2 separate regions of the Sus scrofa genome follow, and region 1 is linked to region 2. The links are chromatin contacts, called in public Hi-C maps. All regions are on one chromosome and are shown on one strand. The core of a region is the stretch at or near the end of the contact, and the rest is flanking DNA. Distances in the headings are between cores, read along the strand shown.

What was found. Hi-C and Micro-C count contacts between places; a contact is called where the count stands out from the background.
Region 1: a Hi-C map of liver shows a contact between it and region 2, with 4 times the contacts expected there. The contact joins two enhancer-like sites. A contact is called at or near these places in 4 of 47 Hi-C or Micro-C datasets (liver and skeletal muscle) and 1 of 2 datasets of contacts at active chromatin or transcription factors (alveolar macrophages).

Annotation. Positions count from the first base shown.
Region 1 is chr2:26,318,477-26,324,936 of Sscrofa11.1, reverse strand. All of the region lies in intron 2 of EHF (ETS homologous factor), which reads left to right. Among named protein-coding and RNA genes, the nearest start is that of EHF, 19 kb to the left of the region's middle. Within about 2 kb of position 2,931, at least 29 of the 83 cell types and tissues checked have an H3K27ac peak or open chromatin away from gene starts, as enhancers often do. A contact at or near this core is called in liver, where this site is marked.
Region 2 is chr2:26,142,305-26,149,176 of Sscrofa11.1, reverse strand. No RefSeq gene overlaps it. Among named protein-coding and RNA genes, the nearest start is that of APIP, 51 kb to the right of the region's middle. Within about 2 kb of position 2,811, at least 14 of the 83 cell types and tissues checked have an H3K27ac peak or open chromatin away from gene starts, as enhancers often do. A contact at or near this core is called in liver, where this site is marked.

The DNA.
Region 1 (6,460 bases), core at 1,682-4,181, 180 kb before region 2:
AACAAAGCATCTGGAGGGATCGCCGAACCCTTCTGCTGCTTGCCTTGCTGAGGACTGTTTTCATTTATTTTCCAGAGGGCTTACTATACCAGCCAGGGAGCTGGGAGGAGCAGAGCAAAGTGTATTCTGGGAGGAAACATGAGACCTGCTGTGCTTAGAGTCTGTCTTTCTTGTAGGAAGGCACTACAAAGGAACCCGGCTTTCTTGTCCATTGTTGTTGAGTGAATATCGGCACAAAAAGAAAACTCTACTTCTTTTAAGAGGAGATCCTCTAATTTGTGAGAAGATGCAGATGCGATTTGTTTCTTAAGTTGCCAAGATGATACTGGAATGAGCCTGATGAAGCTCTATGTGTGTTTCACGGCTACATCTTTACAAACTGTTCAGGGTCATGGGCATCGTGGAGGAGGGGGTGCCGTTCCTGGATTTCTCCCTGGGCGTGATGGAAGGCAGCCTCCCAGAATGACACATCCATGGGCTTCCCCTCGTCAAAATGATGTCCACCACATGGCAGGCCTGTCATCAGGACCTGTGTGTGCTGGCTCAGATATCAGATGCTTTTCCAAAGGAGGTATCATTTCTCCTTAACTTTTCAACAGTGGTTTTTTTCCTTGTTATTATTACTGCTCTTTTCTCATGGCTAATAAGTCTGACTGAGGGGGCTTCAAGCAGCCAAGCCCAATCCCTGAGTCAATCTGGGGCTTTCACCTGGAAGCCAGACTGAAGTTTTGACAGATAGGTTTGAGTGGCCATGAACTGATGCATCTGTGGCCTCCACACTGCTGGATGCTAGAGAGAACTTTTCCTATTAGGGCACAAAGATGCTTAGTATGCCTCTTATTCACATTTAGGGGGAAAAAATTAAGTACTGAGAGGATCTTGACTTCACTAATAAAAGTAGGTGATCCTAAGAGACATCCTCCTCCTCTTAAAAAAATACAAGGATCTATTTCAAAGCTACAAAGAATTATATTGCACTTCCCCCCAGGCCCCGATTTGTTTACTGTAATACATCTGATCTATTTTCTAGCTTTGTGTCTTCAAATAAGTTGCTTAAAGTCTCTGTGCCTCCTTTTATCTGTAAAATGGGCATAATATTAGTACCAGCGTCTGGGGCTCTTGCCAGGAGTGAGTGAGACCATTCCTATAAAGCCTAGCTCAATTCCTAGCACATTGTAAACGCTCAAGAAATATAAACTTTCATCCCTGTCATAATTGCGGTGGTTGTTCTGAAAATCTAAAGTCAGTGAGATCCCAAGTTGGTGGCTGTTGATCTTTCCTTGGTGGGAGCATCTTAATCTTTCTCTGGGAAGAAACTCGAATCTTGAAATGGCCAGATTCATTGTCCCAGTCCATCCCAACTCCTTCCTGGCTTCCATTCCCACCTCTTACCTCCCTCCACCCTTCCCGCATTCCTGCGCCCTAGGTCTTATTTATTTTTCAGTCGACTGAGGGTGTTGTTGAATCTTTTCTTTTTCTGGCTGCCCAGTCTGGTTCCGAGGCACTCCACTCCCTGCCCTGCTCATGACAGGAATGCTTGGGAATGCTCAGCCAGCCATATCCCTCCCCTGTCGGGACACCCAGTCCTTAACGCTCCTTGAGAAGTGGCATTTCTGAGGCCGTCCCCCACCTCTGGGCTCCCCCTGAAGCCAGGGGTCTGGTGATAATGAAGGTCCTGTGGCGGAGAGGAAGCTGCAGAGGGAGGTGATAATCTCGGGGACCCTGGCATGTTGCCCACATCCTAGGCTTTCTGCTCAAGGCTTAGAGAGAGATATTAAGAGGCTTCTCCTGACTGTGTGTGTTGAAGGCTGGGTGATGATGCCATTGCTTAATTAGCATTGTCATGATCTCCATTTGAGTGATTTGTTTAGCTATTTGTGACTCTTTTGGGCTTGAGCGCATCATGTGATATTGACAAACTGTTGAGAAATGAGAGCGCGGCGGTGATGCCTGAGTTAGTGCAGCCATTGCACTGTCAACATCTCAGGTCCTTTTCACCTGGGACTTCAAGTCACTTGGCTGCACCTGAGTGCGTATCCACAGGTCGCCTTGGAGGGAGGAATGGCCAGCGTCCTTGCCCTGCTGGGAAAGCTCTGGTCCAGACAACGGGGATTTTCAAATCATACTGCTTGCCCAGGGCTGGATGGAAGAAGTCTTTGGGAGAGGCACGCTGAGTCCCTGCTTTAGGAGGTAACCCCTAGACCACACCTACTCCCTGAGCCACACTGAGTTTCAGAAGTCAACCATTTGGAAGAGTGTGGTTTGAGTTTTGGTCATACCCCGGCAGCCCCTTTCCCTGCCCTTGTTAATCGGATCAGGATCTTAATCTGGGCTGGCTGGAGGCTGGCCATGTCATTCTGTGGATCTTGGACACCCCTCAGTGCCCTCACAGAGCCAGCCAATGGAAAAGTACAGTGTCTTCTGGCTTCTTGGCCCTGCCAGCTCTGGCTGGCCTCTTTGATACCACCTTTTCTTCGGAGGGAGTGGGAGGGTAGCCTTCAAACTGAAAGCATGGGTTTTTCTTTGGTTTTTATAGGAAAAACAAATTGGCATGAACTCTCAGTCGAACCAGCTCAGGCTGTTTGGGCAGATGCCTTTCTTTGCTTTTTTCTGTTTATTTTCCAACAAATCAATGCTTAACTGCGTTGTTATTGGAGCAGAGCAACAGGTGCAAAAAAATAACTCTGCTGCCAACTCAAATGAAAAGGTAGGGCTTATACCCTCTGGGAGGTATTCAGAAGATAACAGAAGCCCCTGCCAGCAACTGAATTAACAGCTCTGTTTACGGTGGGTTTTATGTTAACCTGCCCCTATAACCCTCTGACACATAAACACGCTATTGTCTCGGGGAAAGACATTCAGCCCTCCAGACAACCAACGGCTTTATTCTGCCCTGAGTTGAGATTGGTTTTGGCTGAGGCTGCTTTGTGACACGCAGGGCTGCCAACTCCAGGTCTTAGTGAGGGTTTCCTGGGAAGGCAAGGGCACAGGGTTGCCGGAGAGAGGAGGATCGGTCCTGTTTTTAAACAGTGTTGAAGTTCTCGCCAAGTTCGGTCCTTTCGAAATGCCGGGGCCGGTCGCCTGGCTCTCTCCGCTGTTACTCCACTGTGTGTCTTCAGCAGGAGATGGCGAATGAGGTCAGAGGACATGGGGAAAGAGACATTGTTTTCAGAAGCGGTGTCCTGGCCGAATGGAGCAGGGCAGCTTCTGGGTTTGGTTCCCTGATGTCCACGCAGTGCCTCGCCTCTAGAGGATAGTCGATAAATACCTATTAATCGGAGGGGTAAATAAATATTTATACTAGCAGGACAAACCTTGCTTGATGATGGCTTCTCTCTTCTGAAGGCTAAGACAGCAGTCTTCCTCGGTCTGAGGTCTAAAATCCAGGGTGATTAAGTAATCTTTGGAAGAGCAGGGGTGGGGGTGGGATAGGGGAAGGGCTGACTCAGCCGGCCATGAGCTTCCCCTGTTGGAAGTCATTGTCCCGGCAATGCTCTGCAAGTGCTGTGCTCCGGGGCTGGGTTTGTTTGCTTGGCCTTCAGGGACCCATCCCTCTCAGCGGCTGGGCACTGTTGCCTTGAACCCTTTGGTGGTGCTGAACGTCAGGACCTGCTTCATTTCAAATTGGCAAATAACCGAGTGATAGGATCTCCGCAGATGAACTGGAGCTCGGGTTCTTGGGACCGAATGTGTTGTCTCTGACTTTACAAGGATTTCCTGGCCTTTATGGATATTTCTCTTTCAAGGCCCATCACCGCTGGAGGTGGTTATCTTGTTGTGGGAAGTTGAGGGAAGACAAAGCAGAGGAGCCTTGGACCAGGAGGGCTCGGCTGTGAGAGGGCTTAAGGATTGGTGAGCGGGGGGTTCTTAAAGACATAGAGTCTCATTCACAGGTCTGGGTGGCACCCCAGGAAACTTCAAGTTTAAGTTCTCCTCGGGTGCTGAGGATAGAGGTGGCCTAAAGACTGACTTTTGAGAAACAGCTGTGTGGCCTCTTCAGCCACGTAGAAAAACCACCATCAAATTAATTCTGGATGCTCTGGTTCATCACGTGTGTCCCTTTCCAAAGACCTACAGAGACCTAGGATTGTAATAAGTGGGGGCCTAGGTTTTGTTTTTGGTTTTGGTCTTTGCTATACGTTCTTTATGATTCTTTGGTTTTAGAACAGAGTTGAGGATTCATGGGGAGATAGATACTGAGGTTCAGGGTGGTGGGGAAAATGGTGAAATCTTCACCAGCTTGCCAAACAGAGGTCCAGAATGGCCCTCCTGGATGCAGCACGGTGGCTCCAGCAGCTGCCAATGGGAAGAGCCAATGGGGCCCTTCCTGGTGTCGCCATAGAACTAGGCAACACCCAGGTCCAGTGCAGAGAGCAATAATAGAATCTCTCAGGCCTTCTCTCAGAGGATGGAGTAAACATATCTCCCACCCCCAACCCCACTACAAAGTTTTCTTGACATTTCAATCCAACATGAGTGCAAGAGAGATTTTTTTTTTTTTTAAAGACTCTTGGTGTCCATAGATTTGTAAGAGGTCAGTGGATGGTCTTTAGAGGGCCCAGGGCCCTAAAAAAACCAGGTGTGAATATGCATTTCTGGGAGGAGAGAGCCCTAGTTTCTGTGGAGGTCTCAAAAGCCTCTAAGCTTTTATGACTCAAAGCTTGCTCCATTTTAGTCTGTCGTATAGCTGAACGAGATTGATAAGGGCCCCTGAGGTCATGTAAGGTACTTTTGTCTTTTGATCAAATTTAGTGCCTGTCTGTTGTCAGTATCTGTGTCTTGTGTGGATCTGGCACCAAGAATGATAAAGATCAGCATAATCCGTATGTTTCTAAATGATTTACAGTCAGAAAAGTATATCTGTAATGGATCAGCTCTTGGCCTTCCAATATGGCGTCACTGCTCATGAAAACACTTGAAAGCCCAGGAATAATGCTTCTGATGTTGCCCCTGGAAACATGAAATATCTGTTTCAAAACACGTTATGAGGGTATGAAATTACCTGTGATGTAATCCCGAGAGGATCAAATACATTCCCCAAGCTTGATTCACATTTTGATTCATTTGGAAAACATGAATTATTGTCTATGTTACATTCAGTTAGATTTCACATGTACTTGAATTTTCTTTTCTCCGCCTTGGGAGTAGTTCTTTTGAAATGATAGTCATATTGAAACAGGAAGTCAGTGAGCTATTGCAACATCCTTTGGGCAAGTGCTGTGAATTCACCTGCTGGCAACTTTGATTAAGAACCGAGAATGATCTGGATATCGTGGTCATCACAAAAGTCATTGTTTAAAAGACCTAATCGCTCCTTGGGTTTGAGGAGTGAAAATACCCACACAAGGCAGCCAATTATGAGGCACTTTGGAGATGATGTGGTTGAATGAATCGAGGAGCTGGGAAGAAGGTAGACCATGGCCTTGACTCTCAGTCCCCTGGGGCTGGGAACAGAGACTGCAGGCAAAGCCCTGCTTAAGATTTGCTGTGGGGAGTTCCCGTCGTGGCGCAGTGGTTAACGAATCCGACTAGGAACCATGAAGTTGCGGTTCGATCCCTGCCCTTGCTCAGTGGGTTAACGATCCGGCATTCCGTGAGCTGTGGTGTGGGTTGCAGACACGGCTCGGATCCCGTGTTGCTGTGGCTCTGGTGTAGGCTGGCAGCTACAGCTCCGATTAGACCCCTAGCCTGAGAACCTCCATATGCTGCGGGAGCGGCCCAAGAAATGGCAAAAAGACAAAAAAATAAAAAGATTTGCTGTGGCCCTGGTGACTCCCAGTGTATCTTCCTTTTCTAGCAGAAGCAAACCCCGCTTTTTTGCCTGAGGTCTAATTCAGATGAAGCTCCAACAATCATGGACCTGTTTATCTCCAAAATATAAAATGAACTTTATTGAGTCATAAGAGAAGTATTTATATTAGGAGTTCCCGTCGTGGTGCAGTGGTTAATGCATCCAACTAGGAACCATGAAGTTGCGGGTTCAATCCCTGGCCTTGCTCAGTGGGTTAAGGATCCGGCATTGCTATGAGCTGTGGTGTAGGTTACAGACACGGCTTGGATCCCACGTTGCTGTGGCTGTGGCGTAGGCCGGCGGCTAAGCTCGATTAGATCCCTAGCCTGGGAATCTCCATATGCCGCAGGAAGTGGCCCTGGAAAAGGCAAAAAGATAATTAAAAAAAAAAAAAAGAGAGAGGAGAGAAGTATTTATATTATATGTATGCATAAATATTCATATTTATCCATGTATATAAGTATGTATGTATCTATAAATGTATAGGTGTATAGATCTGTTTTAATGGCTGAAAGAGTATCATTGATAAAACTGGCCCTGCTTTTGAACCCTAGCATATTCCTACCTAAGCATGTTGTAGACATGGCAAAACGAAGAGAGCTTTCCATGCTCTCATCCTAAAAGTCACTCTTTGATATACTGGAAAAAGATGACTATGGGTTGCTCTGG
Region 2 (6,872 bases), core at 1,562-4,061:
GGGTTATCCTATCCAAAATCAAGGTCAAGTCTTTGTACTTTGTACCTTGTACAACTAAGAATAGGCCCCTTTGGGTTTAGGAGATGGCATATTCCATCCTGGAAAATTGATCTGTTTATTGGGTGACACAGAAGGATCCTAGGTTGAGTGGGGTCTACAACACTCTTCCAATAAATCTCTTATACTAGAATTCCCATCTCAGGCTCTGCTTCCAGGGAGCCTGACCCAAGACAGGTGTTTCAGAAGTGACCAAGTTATTGAGAAGACAGAACCCCTTGGTCTTAGTCCTACTGAGTTTTCTTCTGGCTGTGTGATCCAGGGTGTTATTTCATCTCTCTAGGCCTCCGGGTTCTCATATGTAAAATATGGGATTTGTGTCAGATCAGCATTTCTTAACCCTATTTCATCAGATAACAGCCATGACAGATAAGATATATGTTCGTGACCCACTCCCAAGGGTGGAACCTCAGCACCCATAAGAGAAGCTGCAGGTTATGTGCAATAGCCAGCAGACTGGCTGCAACTCCATCCCACCCTCCCACTCTAGAATTGATACTGGAATGCAGTGGGGTAGATATCAGATTATAGGGTAGGGGTCACCTTGACGTTCTAAGTCATTTTTTAAAACATTATTCATCATCTATAGTACTTTCATGTGTTTTAAAAAATATGTTTGACAAATTTCATAATGTCTTAACAACATGGTTCAGAACTGGTGGTTAAACATGCTCTTTAAGATTTTACTTTCCACCTCTAAACTTTTAGATTGTGAAAATGAGTCCCAAAGAACAGAGTTTCAAAACTTTTCTATGTCAGTGCTGCTCTGATACTCCTGCAGTGAGTGATACCATCCACGCTGTCTTACTACCCCAATAGAACGATGCCCCTGAGTGATACAGAGTGTGTCTGCTAAACGTGCTTCACTCTCCTCCTCATTACTTCCTTCCCCATCTATAGTCCAGGTTCACCAACACAACCTGTGACTCCACTCTGGAAAGTATGTTGCCATCCCTCTCAAGTACTGACAGACATTTGTGGGGTCAAAACATGCAGTTCTGGACCTTACTCTGGCACCCAGTAGAAAGGTGACCAGGGCTGGGAGATTAAGAGTAAATGAGATACAGTCATTAAAATGAGTAGTTGTGTTTGTGAAATGGGCTGATTATTTTAGTGTTGTTTAGAGATATATTTTCTAAAATAAAATAAAGCACCTACTGCATTTTAGGCACATAATCTGAGCATCTTGAAATGAGAACCTGGAAAGTAGTATTATTAATGATTCCATTTATGGAACACTCTATGTCTGAACTATGCTAAATATTTTACAGTCAGATCTTTGCTCATATGTCACTTCCTCGAAGAAGCCTCCCCTGACTGCCCTATATCAAATAGTCTCCCTGTCATTCTCCATATCCCAATCAGACTTTATGCCTATAGAATTTATCTCTGCCCAACACTGTATTATTTTTATGCTTACTGTTTATTTCTTCAACTAGAAGTTAAGTTTCATGAGGACAGCGATTTGGGGTATTTTGTTCTGTCTGTATTCCTACCATCAAGAACAGTCCTTGAAACATTATAGGCCCTCAATAAAGTGTTTATACAAGGAAGATATAAATGAATGATCTCGTGGAATTCTAACCACAACCCTATGAGCCAAGTCCTATTATTGTGTCCATTTTAGTCATTGTGGAGACTGGGCCACAAAGATATTAAGTCACTTGCTTAAGGACATAGTAAGTGGTAGAGCCTGTATTCAGATCTAGGTGTGACTCATGGCTTCAGCCACCAGGCTATACAGCCTTTTAATGAACACAGTGTTGCTTCCCAGGAGGTGGTAGCTGGCCTCCGTGGGAACTTATTAAAATGTAGATTATTGGAGTTCATCCTGAAATACTGAAAAAAAATGAGTGAGAGAGGGCTGGGGGAGAATAAAGGGTAGAGAAAGGGAGAAGGTGGACAGAAAAAAGTCACATCTATCTCAGCTATCAATTCCCAAATGCACCAGTCTGACCTCTCAGGACTCTTGTCTGAACCCTCCAAGAGAGAGGCAAGAAGGAACTGTTTTCCCAAGGGCTCTGAAACACCTGGGATGCTTTGCTGCCCAGGTCAAAAGATACTAACAATTCAGCCCCTTTCAGATTAGCAGCTCTGCATGCAGGGCCATGAGACACAGTCTTGGACCAGACACCACATTGTCATGGAGTCCAGGGAGGGAGTCTTGGGAAGTGGATGTCATCGACACAGAGGCTGGATGGAAAGCCACAGAACTGTATGCAGATGCCTGTGGAACAGCCCCGAGGGGCACCCAGAAAAACTTGGAAGTTGGGTAGAATTTGCTAGGGTCTGAGGTCCCATGTTGGGGCAAGTACAGGCAAGTGCCAGCTCCTGACGTTTGGGTTGTTACTGTTACACTGATTCCATTAGTACCGACAAATACTCTTTTTCCTCTTCCAAGGTCTCTGTTTTCCTTTGTCTGGCTGGGCCCGGGGGGGCTCTGGTCCTTCAGATCATCCTGGCCTGTTGGGCATTGGCCCCCACGTGAGCCAGAGGGCAGGACAGAAGTTCATCATTGATCTCTTCCTCTCTAGGACTATCTGTAATTCTCTGGCAATTGTAAGCAAGGGGTGGGGGGAAGTTCTACAAATAGAAACTACATGGGACTAGAGAATTAGCTCTGGAGTGTCTCGCCTCCCAGCGTCCCATCGCTATGGACATGGGTGAGATCCAGAGAAAGGAGCCCTTTGTCCTCCCCTTGGTCTGGGCCCAGCGACCTCGCTAAGCCTAAATTCCACAGTGTCACGGGATTGGACTGAAGTTGCCCTTGATTTCTAGTAGCTGAGCTTTCCTGAGAGGTCCCTCCAGTATTGAGCTGTTAACTCACCACTCCTTTATTTACATATTAGTTAAATGAAGTACACCCACTCAGATTGTGAAACACCATTCATTGTTTTTGGCGAGTTGCTCCTAGATGTTGTCAAGAAGTCTTATTCTGAGGGGTTCAAAAGTGTTTCATAGCAATATCAACTCCGTAGTTAAGGCCCTACGTAAAAACCTTGACCTGAGAAATGAGAAAAACTCCCAATAGCTGAGGTAAGTAATTAAGCGAGGGACTACATTTTATTGTGTGACTTATAGTACATTTACTGTAAATCTAAACTTCCAATAACCCGTATAAAGTCCTCACAGGTAATGACCTAACTATGAATAGTGAGTTCCAGGGCTGCAGAACAGAACACGTTTGTCCTTTAAATGCTATTGGGAAAGAGAAACTAGATTAAAATTGAAAAGAGCAGTTTTCCCAGGTTCCAGTCATTGAAGGTTTGGCTTGGGTTCAGGGGTGGAATCCTGGTTTTCCCCCCAATCTCCCCAGGACTGTATGCAAATCTTAGGTGTAGCAAGAGTTGGGCACGCAATCAACTGCAGTTTTGGAATGTTCGTAGCACCCATGCAACTTGGTAGAATATTCTCTCTTCTTCTGGGCCATTTTGCTCCTCGTTTCTCGGGAAATGAAAGGCATGCTTGCTTTCAGACCCACAGGATTGCCCAAATCCAGGAGGCATCATGACCTTATGTGAATATTGCCCCCTAGAGTTGTGCAAAACACCAGCCCTGATTCCTTGAAAATGGAGCCATTCATACAACTGCCTGCGAAAATGCTGTTCATTCCAGCTGGATATTCCATTCCAGTATTCTTTTCCCATAGCCTGATTCAGGTTAAATGATGTTTTTAGACCCAGTCTATTTTTTTTTTTTTTTGGTCTTTTTAGGGCCGTACCCACAGCATATGGAGGTTCCCAGGCTAGGGGTCTAATCGGAGCTGTAGCCGCCGGCTTACACCACAGCCACACCAGATCCAAGCCGAATCTGCAACCTACACTACAGCTCTCAGCAACGCAGGATCCTTAACCCACTGAGTGAGGTCAGGGATCAAATCCTAAACCTTATGGTTCCTATTCAGATTTGTTTCCACTCAGCCACATTTTTTTTTTTTTTTTTTTTTTTTGGGCCCAGTCAATTTTTTTTTTTTTTTTTTTTTGTCTTGTTAGGGCCGCACGCATGCCATATGGAGGTTCCCAGGCTAGGGGTCGCATCAGAGCTACAGCTGCCAGCCTACATCACAGCCACAGCAATGCCACATCCAAGCTGTGTCTGCGACCTACACCACAGCTCACAGCAACGCCGGATCCTTAACCCACTGAGCAAGGCCAGGGATGGAACCCACATCTTCATGGATCCTAGTCGGGTTCATTACTGCTGATCCATGATGGGAACTCCCAGCCTCAGTATTTTTACCTTTTCCTGTGCATAATTTCATCCAGTACCCAGGGATGTGATACACAACATCTGGCACAAGGGAGAATAGGGGATGAAAAAGAGAAAAGGTTCTTGGTTGTTCCAAAGAACCTGGGAAGGGTAAGAGAATTTGTTCTGGGAAAGGTGTAAAAGTTGGCTTTGTGATAGAAAATAATGTTTTGGATCCCAGATCATGCATCTGGTTGTGAGTGTTAATAGACTTTGACATGAGACGAGGGCATGGTGTTCCTGGCAGATGATGAGAAAGGCAATGTGTCTCCCTTACCCCCACCTCCCGACCAAAGTAGATTTTCTATTCTTTTTGCAACAGGCCTTTACTTACAAAAACAGCTGGTTCCCTTAGGAAGTATGCATCCAACTAATCCTCCACATAAATACTTGGCTTCAACATGAGAAAATAAGCTTGTCATATTCAGCATAAAACTTGATTGCACTTGCCTCCAGGCCTTTGAACAAGCAGGGCTGTTTTGCCCATTAGGCACCATCGGCATAGTGCCTAGGCTAGGGCCCAAGAACATTTCAAGAGCTGATTAAAAATACCTGAGACCTGGGGGGGAGAAAAGAAAGAAAAGAAAGAAATGTTTTGCTTTAAAATATGGAAATTGTGAAATCAGATTTTGAAAATGTTTGGTGACATTGCAACAAATTATAGCATATGTCAACTTCAGTCATTAAATTTGCATCGCATTGCAATTAAAAACAATTTGTGGATTAGATTTTATTACTGAAAATTTCTCATGGGGGAGTTCCTGTCGTGGCGCAGCAGAAACGAATCCTACTAGGAGCCATGACGCTTCAAGTTCAATCCCTGGCCTTGCTCAGGGGTTAAGGATCCGGCGTTTCCGTGAGCTGTGGTGTAGGTCGGTCGCAGACATGGCTCAGATCTGGCATTGCTGTGGCTGTGATGTAGGCTGGCAGTTGTAGCTCAGATGAGACCCCTAGCCTGGGAATCTCCATATGCCGTGGGTGCAGCCCTAAAAAGACAAAAGAAAAAAAAAGAAAAAAAATTTCTCCTGGGTACCCACTGATAGCTGAGAAATCATAACCAAGTGTGAATCAAGAGTTACTCATAGAAAATAATTTCAAAAGCTAAATTAGAAAGTGCCTTTCATATTTTTCTTTGCCCCCAAATTATGGTAGATATGGGTCTTTTGAATGTTTGATGAGAGCTTCTAAGACCAAGAGGATTTGAATGGGTCTTTCCCCCTGTCTGGGATACTCTTAATTGTCTCCATAATCCCTGTTCTTTCTCTGATTTACATCTTTAAAGAAAATTCCCTCAAGAAATTTTCTTTGTTCTGCTCCACTGGTCTCCTTGACTTTTTCTTTAAAGATCACAGATAGAAGGACTTTGTACTTGGAGTTCCTGCCGCGGTGCACTGGGATGGGCGTTTTGCACCACCAGGACATAGGTTCGATCCCAGCCAGACACAGTGGGTTAAGGATCCAGCATTGCCATGGCTGCTTGGACCTGATCCCTGGCCTGGGAGCTCCATATGCCATGGGGGAGCCAAAAAAAAAAAAAAGGACTTTGTACTTGTTTGTTACAGACAACCAATTACACTTTATTTTTTGTTTTTTTCTGAGGGAATTGTTTAATTTATCTTATGTATTGATGCTATATTTCAACTAAAGTGAGAGCCTTGGAAAGGAGAGCATTTATTCACTCATTTACTCATTTAACGAAGCCACTGTGTGTTGGGTGGTTGGGATACAAAGTTGAGTAACATGTAGTAACTGGCCCCTTCCTTCAAGATGTTCATAGTCTAGTAAAGAAGATAGGAAAGCAGATAAATGTCAGCACAGCTACCTTCTGGAGATTTACTCTCTGTTGCTTAGACTGCAGTTGGGTTCAATATGTTTTTATTTATGAAATATTTTCTGTGTATCAGATACTGTTCTCAACACAGGTGCTGTTTAACACATTTGGAAGTATTAACCCATTTAATTCTGAACACAGGCCTGTAAGGAATTATTATTAACCCCTTATGAGGACTTTGAAGCACAGAGAAGTGAAGTAATTTGCTCAAAGTCATTTGCACAACAAATAAATAGCAGGGCTGGGATTTGAACCCAGACAGCCTGGCTCCAGAGCTGCACTATTGTCTAGGATATGAACTGACCCATTTAATCAGTTCCAGAGGGGTTCGTAGAAAATGCTACATAACTCGTCTTGCACAGGTGAGATGAAAGAAGCAAGGAATTCTTAACAAAGGAGATAATATTTGAATTGCTTTGTATGAAATAGGAATTTGCCCGACAGATAAATATGGAGTACAGGATTGAGAAATGCTTTCCAAGTAGACAGAATAGGCCATTCATCATCTACATGTATTTAAAAAACCAAACAGATGTGGAGACTTTATCTTTTGGGAAATGCACATGGTTTATTTGGCTGGAACTCAGCTTTCTTGGGGAGGGTTTTTAGACATGGGACTTGAAAAGGAAGCAAGGAAAACACAAACTTGGTTATTTTGAGGAGTTTGGCTTTTGGTCAGTTTTGACTTTGGTCAAAAATGTTGATGGATGGCCCTACCCCCCTTTTACTCATTTAA